Regions from separate parts of the Macaca mulatta genome. Here regions 1 and 2 are each linked to region 3. A link is a contact called in public Hi-C data. All regions are on one chromosome and are shown on one strand. The core of a region is the stretch at or near the end of the contact, and the rest is flanking DNA. Distances in the headings are between cores, read along the strand shown. Region 1 holds the start of SRSF12 (serine and arginine rich splicing factor 12). Region 2 holds the start of PM20D2 (peptidase M20 domain containing 2). Region 3 holds the start of PNRC1 (proline rich nuclear receptor coactivator 1).

Evidence for each region. Hi-C and Micro-C count contacts between places; a contact is called where the count stands out from the background.
Region 1: a contact with region 3 is called in a Hi-C map of fetal cortex germinal zone, with 1.7 times the contacts expected there. The contact joins the promoter of SRSF12 here to the promoter of PNRC1 in region 3. A contact is called at or near these places in 2 of 14 Hi-C or Micro-C datasets (blood and fetal cortex germinal zone).
Region 2: a Hi-C map of cortical neurons shows a contact between it and region 3, with 4 times the contacts expected there. The contact joins the promoter of PM20D2 here to the promoter of PNRC1 in region 3. A contact is called at or near these places in 3 of 14 Hi-C or Micro-C datasets (blood, cortical neurons and fetal cortex germinal zone).

The regions. Positions count from the first base shown.
Region 1 is chr4:96,868,679-96,871,378 of T2T-MMU8v2.0, forward strand. It overlaps SRSF12 (serine and arginine rich splicing factor 12), which reads left to right and starts at 1,343. Exons shown (of 5, transcript NM_001195585.2): 1 at 1,343-1,407. The coding sequence starts at 1,343.
Region 2 is chr4:96,850,507-96,853,206 of T2T-MMU8v2.0, forward strand. PM20D2 (peptidase M20 domain containing 2) reads right to left here and starts at 1,404. Exons shown (of 7, transcript XM_001095121.5): 1 at 863-1,404. The coding sequence starts at 1,327.
Region 3 is chr4:96,906,168-96,908,980 of T2T-MMU8v2.0, forward strand. PNRC1 (proline rich nuclear receptor coactivator 1) reads right to left here and starts at 1,352. Exons shown (of 2, transcript NM_001266366.1): 1 at 767-1,352. The coding sequence starts at 1,309.

The sequences.
Region 1 (2,700 bases), core at 93-2,592, 37 kb before region 3:
AAATTCTAAGCTCCAGGGGAATAGGCACGATGCCAGTCTAGCCCTGTGCCTGCAGTGCCAAAGCAATCCCTTCTGAATGAAAGAATAGCCACCGTTCCAGTACAGCTGCAGACTGAGGAACCTCCACAGCCTCTGGGAGGGCTGTGAGCTAGAAGGGTGACCGTGACATGTATTCTTCAAAGCCTACCACTTCAGAGAGCGAAAAGGGGTACTCTTCACACTCAGGAGTTGCCTGGTTACAGTGCCAGCGCTGAGTAACAGGCTGTGCCTGCAGGCCACAGGAGCAAAGCGAACACAAGAGTCTAACTAGAAGGGAATGGGCTACAACATTTTGGGGGAATGGGGAGAGGGTAATTTAAATTTTGCTTAATTGTCCCCGCATTTTAACTGCTGTCTCCTACATCATGTATTCATTTGTACATTCGTTTGTCCCCCTCTCTAGAAAGTAAGCTCTGAGGGCGGGGCTTGGCCTGTTTGTTCATTGCTATATCCCACGCTAAGTGCCTGGTACATAGTAGACGCTCAATAAACATTTGAATGAATGTACTCACAGCTGAGTGTTATGTCCCAAGTGAATAAAGGATGAAGAATCATGTAATACTTAAAAATCCAACAGTCCAGGCGCGGTGGCTCACACCTGTAATCCCAGCACTTTGGGAGGCCAAGGCACGAGAGGCTTGAGCCCAGGAGTTCGAGACCACCTAGGCAACACAGCGAGACCCCGTCTCTATTAAAAAACAAATCCGAACAAAACCGAGACCTCACAGTTGGAAAGCTGAAAGCTCAAGACCAAAGGGGCAGGAGGCCTACCAACTGCCAAGGTCCTGGGCTGAGGACGATGCGCTGAGAGCCCAGGGGGTTGGGCGGGGGCGCGGTTGAACGCGGCTCTTACCGCCCCCACCTCCGCCCAGCCGCAGCCCCGCCACCACCTCTGGGTCCTCTAACCCCCGACGTCCCCGCCGCGGCCCCAAGCCCCCTCTGGCTTCCGCCCTCCTGACATACACTAGCCCCCGCCGCCCCCTCCCCAAATCCCGTCGCACTCCAGGACCCTCCATACCTGGATCCCACAGGGCCTCGGAACGGCCACGCTCCTGTCTTCGGGATTCCCGCGGTCCCCGGGCCGCGCCGGCCCCGCCCCCGCCCCCGGCCCGTGCGTCCAGGCTGGCGCCGCGCTGCGCCCCCCCTGCGCCGGCCTCTGCGGCTGCGCGCTGGCGGGGCTGAGGCCGAGGGGTGGGGGTCGCGCCGGGGGCCGGCGGAGCTCCTGTGGCGGCAGCGGCGGTAGCGGGAGACTGAGCGAGACTAGCGGCCGCTGGCACACCCGGAGGGAACAGAGGAAGCGGTCATGTCTCGCTACACGAGGCCCCCCAACACCTCCCTGTTCATCAGGAACGTCGCGGATGCCACCAGGTGAACGGCCGCGGCTGCAGGTTGGGGGCTCGGAGGAGGGGCGAGGTAACGGCCGCGCCGCGGAGCCCGGCCGAGGCCCGGCGGGGCTGCGCGGAGCCTCCCCGCGGGCCTAGGCTGCGCTGCCGGCGGAGGCGCCTCCCCGGGGGAGGTGTGAGCCCGCGGACTATTCCGCGGCCTGGGCGGGACTCGCGCCTCCGCCCTCTCGGCCAGCTTTCAGCCCCGGCGCCGCGCACATCGCTTGCCGGGCCCGCGCCGCTTTCCGCGCCTCAGCGCCGCAGCCGGCGGGCCGTGGGGCACGGGGCGCTCCTCTCCGGAGCCCAGATCTCTCCCCGCCTCGAGTCGGGAGGGTTTGCGCTCCAGCGAGTGCCCGCGTTTCAGCCCCTTTGTCGCCGTGCCCTGATAAAACCGCGCTTCCAACCCTCCTAGATGAAGAGGAATTGGAGCTGGTGAGAACGTACTGTACCATAATGCGTACTCGGGCCTTACAGTTTCTTTCCCCCGGTTGTGGTCTACTTACGGTGCTGCTTGCATTTTATTCACACAATTTTATTCTGCACACAAAAAATAACTTCAATGAATGAGATCGGTGCGTTTTTCTTTTAAAGTTCTGAGTCTAGTATTAACACCCTTTTTAATGGCTTGAGGGTAGACTCACCTGGTTGATCCTGATGCCCTACCCCTCTTTTGAGAATTCTGTCTACAGAGTGTCTGAACACATATTAAGGAATGACTTCTTCATATAGCACTTCCTTCCTTAATGGAGCTGGAGAAATTGGGGGCAGGGGAGAGGGAACTGTGTTAATAGACATTTTCATTTCACTGGGCTTACTTCATTTACTTCCCCCAACCTTTATACCTATGCAGTACTGTTTTATTGTATATAAGGGAGAGCGGAAGCTAAGCGTTGTAGTGATTTACCTGGGACTGATTAGACAGGTACAGATATATGGAGCTCTTGACTCCATACTCATCTGCGATAAGTATTATAATTTACCTTTGAGAAGTAAATAAATGTTACGTATTTTTTATTTTTTAGTTATTTATTTTATTTTATTTTATTTTATTTTATTTTAGACGAAGTCTCGCTCTTGTCCCCCAGGCTGGAGTGCAATGGCCCGATCTTGGTTCGCTGCAACCTCTGCCTCCTGGGTTCAAGCGATTCTCCTGCCTCAGCCTCCCAAGTAGATGGGATTACAGGCATATGCCACCACACACGGCTAATTTTTGTATTTTTAGTAGTGACGAGGTTCCGTCATGTTGGCCAGTCTGGTCTCCAACTCCTGACCTCAAGTG
Region 2 (2,700 bases), core at 154-2,653, 56 kb before region 3:
CCAGAGACAGAAAAGAGAAGGCAACTAAAGTGAAAAAGCCACAAAAGATGTAGTGTTAGGATAAAAGAGGAAGGTTACCGACACTGGGGAAAATGAGCTAAAGAGTATGAAAATAAAACATTTCTTTTCCCCTTAACCTGAATGACGACTGAATCTTAGCTCACAGTGTAGAATATACCATCTGGAAAAACAGAGTAACACAGGATTAAACTTGCCCCACGAAAAACATAAACGACATTTCCCCGTTTAAAAAGACGAGATATTTCTTAAAATCATAAGACAAAATAAAAATTAAGACTTAAGGATATATTAAGCATCTATGTATAATGCTCATTCACTTCCCCTCTATTTGTATACTTCTAGGGGTTTGGTGGTTTAGCGACTGAAAATTCCTATCTAAATACCAATGACTTGGATCACAACATTTCCCAGGACTGCCACAAACAAAAGATTTGGAGACGAATAAAAAGGGGCCGTACGATTCCCTACAAAAAGTTATTTCCTTCTGGGATTGATGGCACAACCTTGTCAGCAAATTGCGGTGGCCTCTCAGTTACCAAAAATAACCCGTAATACACACCAGGCTTGGGTGTAAGTTCTTTCCTAAGGGAACAACTCAGCAGAGCTGTTTACAACGAGAGAGGAGGAAACAATAATCTGCAAGATGTTGCTAGGTCAGCAACGCGAACCGACTTTGACTGGCGGTTCAGCTCTGCTCCTGCGCAGAGGCGAGGCCCTTAGGTTTACCGCGGTCCCGCACACACCTGTCACGGGCGGAAGGGCACCGAGACGCGCGGGACGCACCAGGGTCCCGCCCTTCCCGGGCAGTCGGATGGGGTCCCGCACCCGGGCCCCACCTCACCTTCACGGGCGGAGGCGGCCTGGGGAGGCCCTCCAGGGCCCCCCTCACGCCCAGCGCGGCCGCCGCCCCGACCTCGGCGATGAGGTTGTGGCCGCAGGCGTGGCCGATGCCAGGCAGCGCGTCGTACTCGCAGAGGAAGCCCAGGTGCAGCGGGCGTGGCGCGGCGCTCGGCGCCCGGGCCTCCGGCGGCTCCCACTCGGCGCGGAAGGCCGTGGGCAGCTGGTAATGCGGCTGCACTGCCCAGGAGGCGGCTGGCGGCTCCCGCTCGAAGAAGTGCGTCAGCACGCGGTGGGCATGGTGCTCCTCGTAGGCCAGCTCGGGCTGGCTCCAGATCGCGCGACTCAGGGCCCCCAGCCGCTCGGCCGCCTTGTCGATGCACTCCGCCGCGCGCAGCTTCAGTAGCTCCAGCTCGGAGCTGCCATCGTATGCGCCCCCTTCCACGGACCGCTCCACTCCTGGCCTCATGCTGCTCGAGCCAGCTGCTCTCGGTGCCCTCTCGCTCCCTCGCTCGGCTGCAGGTAGCAACCGCCCGCGCACGCGCCCAGCGGCCTCCAAGACCCCGGCGGAGCACGCCCGCCCGCCGCCCACCACACAGCTCCCGAGGCGCCGCCTCCAGTCCCGGGGCCGCCCCCGGCGCCCCGCGGGAAACGCTGGCGGCCGCTGGCACCCTGCCAGGCGCTCTGCCCCGCTGTGGGGTTTTTGGGGGGGCTGTGGAGAAGGCGGGGCTCGGGACTCTACCACCTCCTTGGCTGCTCTGGCCTTCTGAGTTATGCTCTAAGATTATCGCTTACTTTTCCGTTGTTGCTTACTTCCCACAGCAGCAGAATGAGAACGGTTTTATTAGTTAATAGCCATCAGAGACAGACCAAGTGGAACATAGTCCTCGGAAAAACGCCACTCTCTAGCATTAGTAATTAAAAACCTCACCAGGTTTGTATTTCCTGAAGGAGGCCATCAGTGTCAATGCTGTACTAAGGACGGTACTATACGTAAGTTTCGGTACTGCCCCCACTTTCTTCTTGAGGTTGTATTACTAAAAGCTGCAGCTACTCTCTACAGTTTTCTCATTAGTTACTGTCTGGAACAGCAGCTAGATTATGCAGTAAGCTCTTGGTATGTATTAGCTATTATATAATAATTTATTTGAATAGAGTAGAACTAAAAATTTGAAATGAGTTAAAACCAAAGAGTTAAAAGATTTATGGTAATAAATATTCATACTGTTTTGTTGATTTGGACAGTTGTCTTGAACAGCTTTGAAAAGGAACATATGACGGGTTTCGTTAATAATTTTAATTGATGCTGAACTCCACTAACATGATATGTTCAGCTGGTGTTACATTATAACTGGGTTTTTTAATTACCCAATGAAAAAATTCAAGATGTGATGCTCTTGTTTTTCTCCAGAGTGAAGCACAAAGTCTGAAAAACTGTTGTTGACGATATGCCTATTAATAACACTGTAGATGTTTATATTCTGAGGTTTCCCACATATTAAAAGCTTCTATCAGCTCTTCATACCCTATCATCTTTCCTTAATTTGTCTCAACTATGTTAAGTGGGACACAATATGTTGTGATAAACCAAATGTATATTTTGAAAATAAGTCTAAAGGAAACTAACATGCAGGAAGACTATCAACTACTGTTTTTACTACTCTATATGCTAATAATACCAGAGTAAATGTCACATTCCATTTGCGTCTGCAAACACTTTCTTTCTCAGTTAACACTCTAACAAAAACTCAGCTCTAAAAACAACAAATGTGTTATTAAATTCCTGGGCCCCCTTGGTGATACTTAATAAATCTTTCTCTGGTATTCTGCTGACGAAAATTT
Region 3 (2,813 bases), core at 102-2,601:
TGCAATCAGCAGTCGCTAACTCTTCTGAAAACTTCTTCTGGACACACTAACACGAAGTACACAGTGGCAACGGTAATAAAATCAGTTTTGTGCGGCTCCTGCCAACTCCGAACTTAGAAGAAACCATTAAGTAGGTCAAGCCCGCGGCGGGCAGAGCCCCAGCTGGACTGCGCGTCCCACACGGGGCACCTCATATTTCGGCACAACTCCAAACGAAACCGAGCTGCTCAGAGCCCACTCCACCCCCCACGGCGGGACGTCAGAATCCGTCTCCGCGTTTCACCGATTAGGACTGGGGCTCTCGACAGCCGGGAGGCCGATAGCGGGGCCCCGTCCTTCCCTGGCCGCCCACACCCGGCCTCGCCTCCTTCATGGGCGCCGTAGCGCCGGGCACGTAGCGCGCGCTGACGTCAGCCCTCCCGGGGGCCCCGTCCCTGCCCCCACACCGCCGCGCGCCCGGAACGCCGAAACCCCCTGGAACGCCGCCAGCCTTCTAAATCGGGGCTGTTGCTGGGGCGCAGCGGCGCTTCTCATTGGCCGACTCCTGGGAGCCAATCAGAAGCACCAGCGCATGCCTCCCCTTCCCCCTTCTTCCCCCAAAGCAAGAATGGAGAGGGCGTCACGGAAACTTCCCTCCCGAGTAAACAGCCGCCCCCCCACCCCGCCCCCACCCGTCCGACCCCCCCGGTGCAGGACCTGCAGCCCCAGAGCTCAGCCGCGACCGTCTAAGGGCCCGACTCCCCAAAGGCCCGCTGGCAGCCCTTACTTCTTTCCTGAGCGGGGTTTGGCCGGGAGCCGCGGGCCGCAACGGGGCAAGGTCGGGGCTGGCTCCCTCCGTGCGGGTTGCGGCTGCAGGACTCGGGGCCAAGGCGGCGGCCGGGCCCGGAACCTCCTGCGCTGCTCCGCTCGGGCCGGTCGCCGGGCTCCGGCCGCCCTCCAGACTCGGCCGGTGCTGCTGGTACTGGTGGAAGCGGCTGGGCAGCTGCCCTGCGGGGCTGGCCCGCACCTTCTTCTTTCGCCGCTTCTTCGGCGCTGCCCGAGGGGTGCCTCCCGCCACGGCGAGGCTGCGGTTGGGCAGAGCTGCTGGAGCGCGAGGCTGCGGAGTCAGACACGGGCCATCTCCCCCTAAGAAGTGAGGGAGGAAGAGGGTCGGGGGCAGTGCCCGGGGGTCCGGGATCCGGGGTAAAGGAGGCGGAGCCGTGGTCACCATCGGGAGGGCCCCGAAGTAACCGCGGGAGGAAAAGCCAAGCGGCGCAAGGCGGCCACCCAGGACGAGCGGCTCCCGCTGCGGGACGGAGACGACGGTCATAGCGCTAGGAAGCTTGTCGCTCAGCAACGAGGAGAGAAGGAGGTGAAGCCAGTGAAAATAGGGTGACGGCGATGGATGCTGCTAGGAGAGCCAGAGAAGATCGCGGAACATGACTCGGGCGGTGGCGGCGCAGCAACAAATAGCCACAGCCCCAGCTCCGAGTGTTGTTATCGGAAGCTCCGCCCCGCGCCCGCCCACTTCCCTGCGAAAGCCCAATCAGAGTGCGACAAGGCAGGCCACGCCCCCTCGCTCCGCCTCCGCCGCTTTGGGTAGACACACACAAACAACCAGCTTGCTGCAGCCTGGCACAAAGAGCGCGCACTGCGCAGGCGCTGCCAGGGAGCTCTTTCGGGAAGAGTCGGTCCCGGGAACAATGAAATTGGGTTTCCGCCCCACCCTCCTTACCCTCCCCAGCACGCCCCCGCGCTTCGCCCGGCTAGGGAGTGGTGGGATTGAAAGGTCCCGGCGGAGTTTGTTGATGGGGGTGGGGAAGGGAGGGGGCAGGGGGAGGGCGGCAGGAAGAACGGGGGCGGAGAAGAGGGGGACGACTCTGGCAAGGCCACGGTTGCCGCCTCCGCTGCTGACCTTGGGGAAGTATCCGTTTTATTTTCAGCCCAACATAACAGCGTTATCATTTTAAAATAAAGATTTCTAAGTACGCCGTAAGGATTTCTTCCCTAGCAATCGTGGAGAAAATCAGTCTACATTTAAATTATATCTACTGAAGTGTGGCTCACGATTCTTTCGTTTACTTGGTTCGGCATCGCTGCTTATTAGTCCCGGTGATCAGAGTAAAAATCAAAGCGACTTACTGATTGAATTAGTCCCTCAATGTATAAAAAGTTCTGCGTAAATCCATAAATGGAAGCTGGAGTTTTTACTGACTTCATAGTTGAAGGATTGTGAGACTTTGGGATCGCAACATTGTGCCTGGTTACTTGAGGAGGCGGCAATCCGGCTTGCATCTCAAAGGGAGAAAGTGAAACAGTTCTGCAATATACAGAGTATTTTGTTAGCTGCGTGTAGATAGAAATTTCTCATGATCTCCCCGCACTGCTCAACCACAGAAAAGAATTGTGGCCATAATTTATCAAGCATTTATGTTCCAGGAACTGTTATTTACATAAATTGTCTCACTTTAACCTCACAACAACTCTTATGAATAGGTACTAAGAAAAATAGATCAGACCTCAGCTCTGCGAAGTAGGCAGGCTGTCATTCTATTCATTTCACTACTAATGCCTGGGGCAATTGTTTAAAGGCATTTTGTTCCTGTTTAGCTGCCTACGCATTATCTTTATGTTTCTGGAATTTAAGATAACAAAGAATGTATAGCTAGTCAATAGCCCATGATATTGTATGGTAAACATACACATTCATGGTAAACAATTTAGAAGCTGCCTCTTTTCCTTTAGAAACTTACTTGTAACTTGCTAATCCGAGTGTATATTCAGGGCAGCTTGAACCTGTGGTCCTGGGTTGCGGTCCTCAAGCTTGGCCTAAT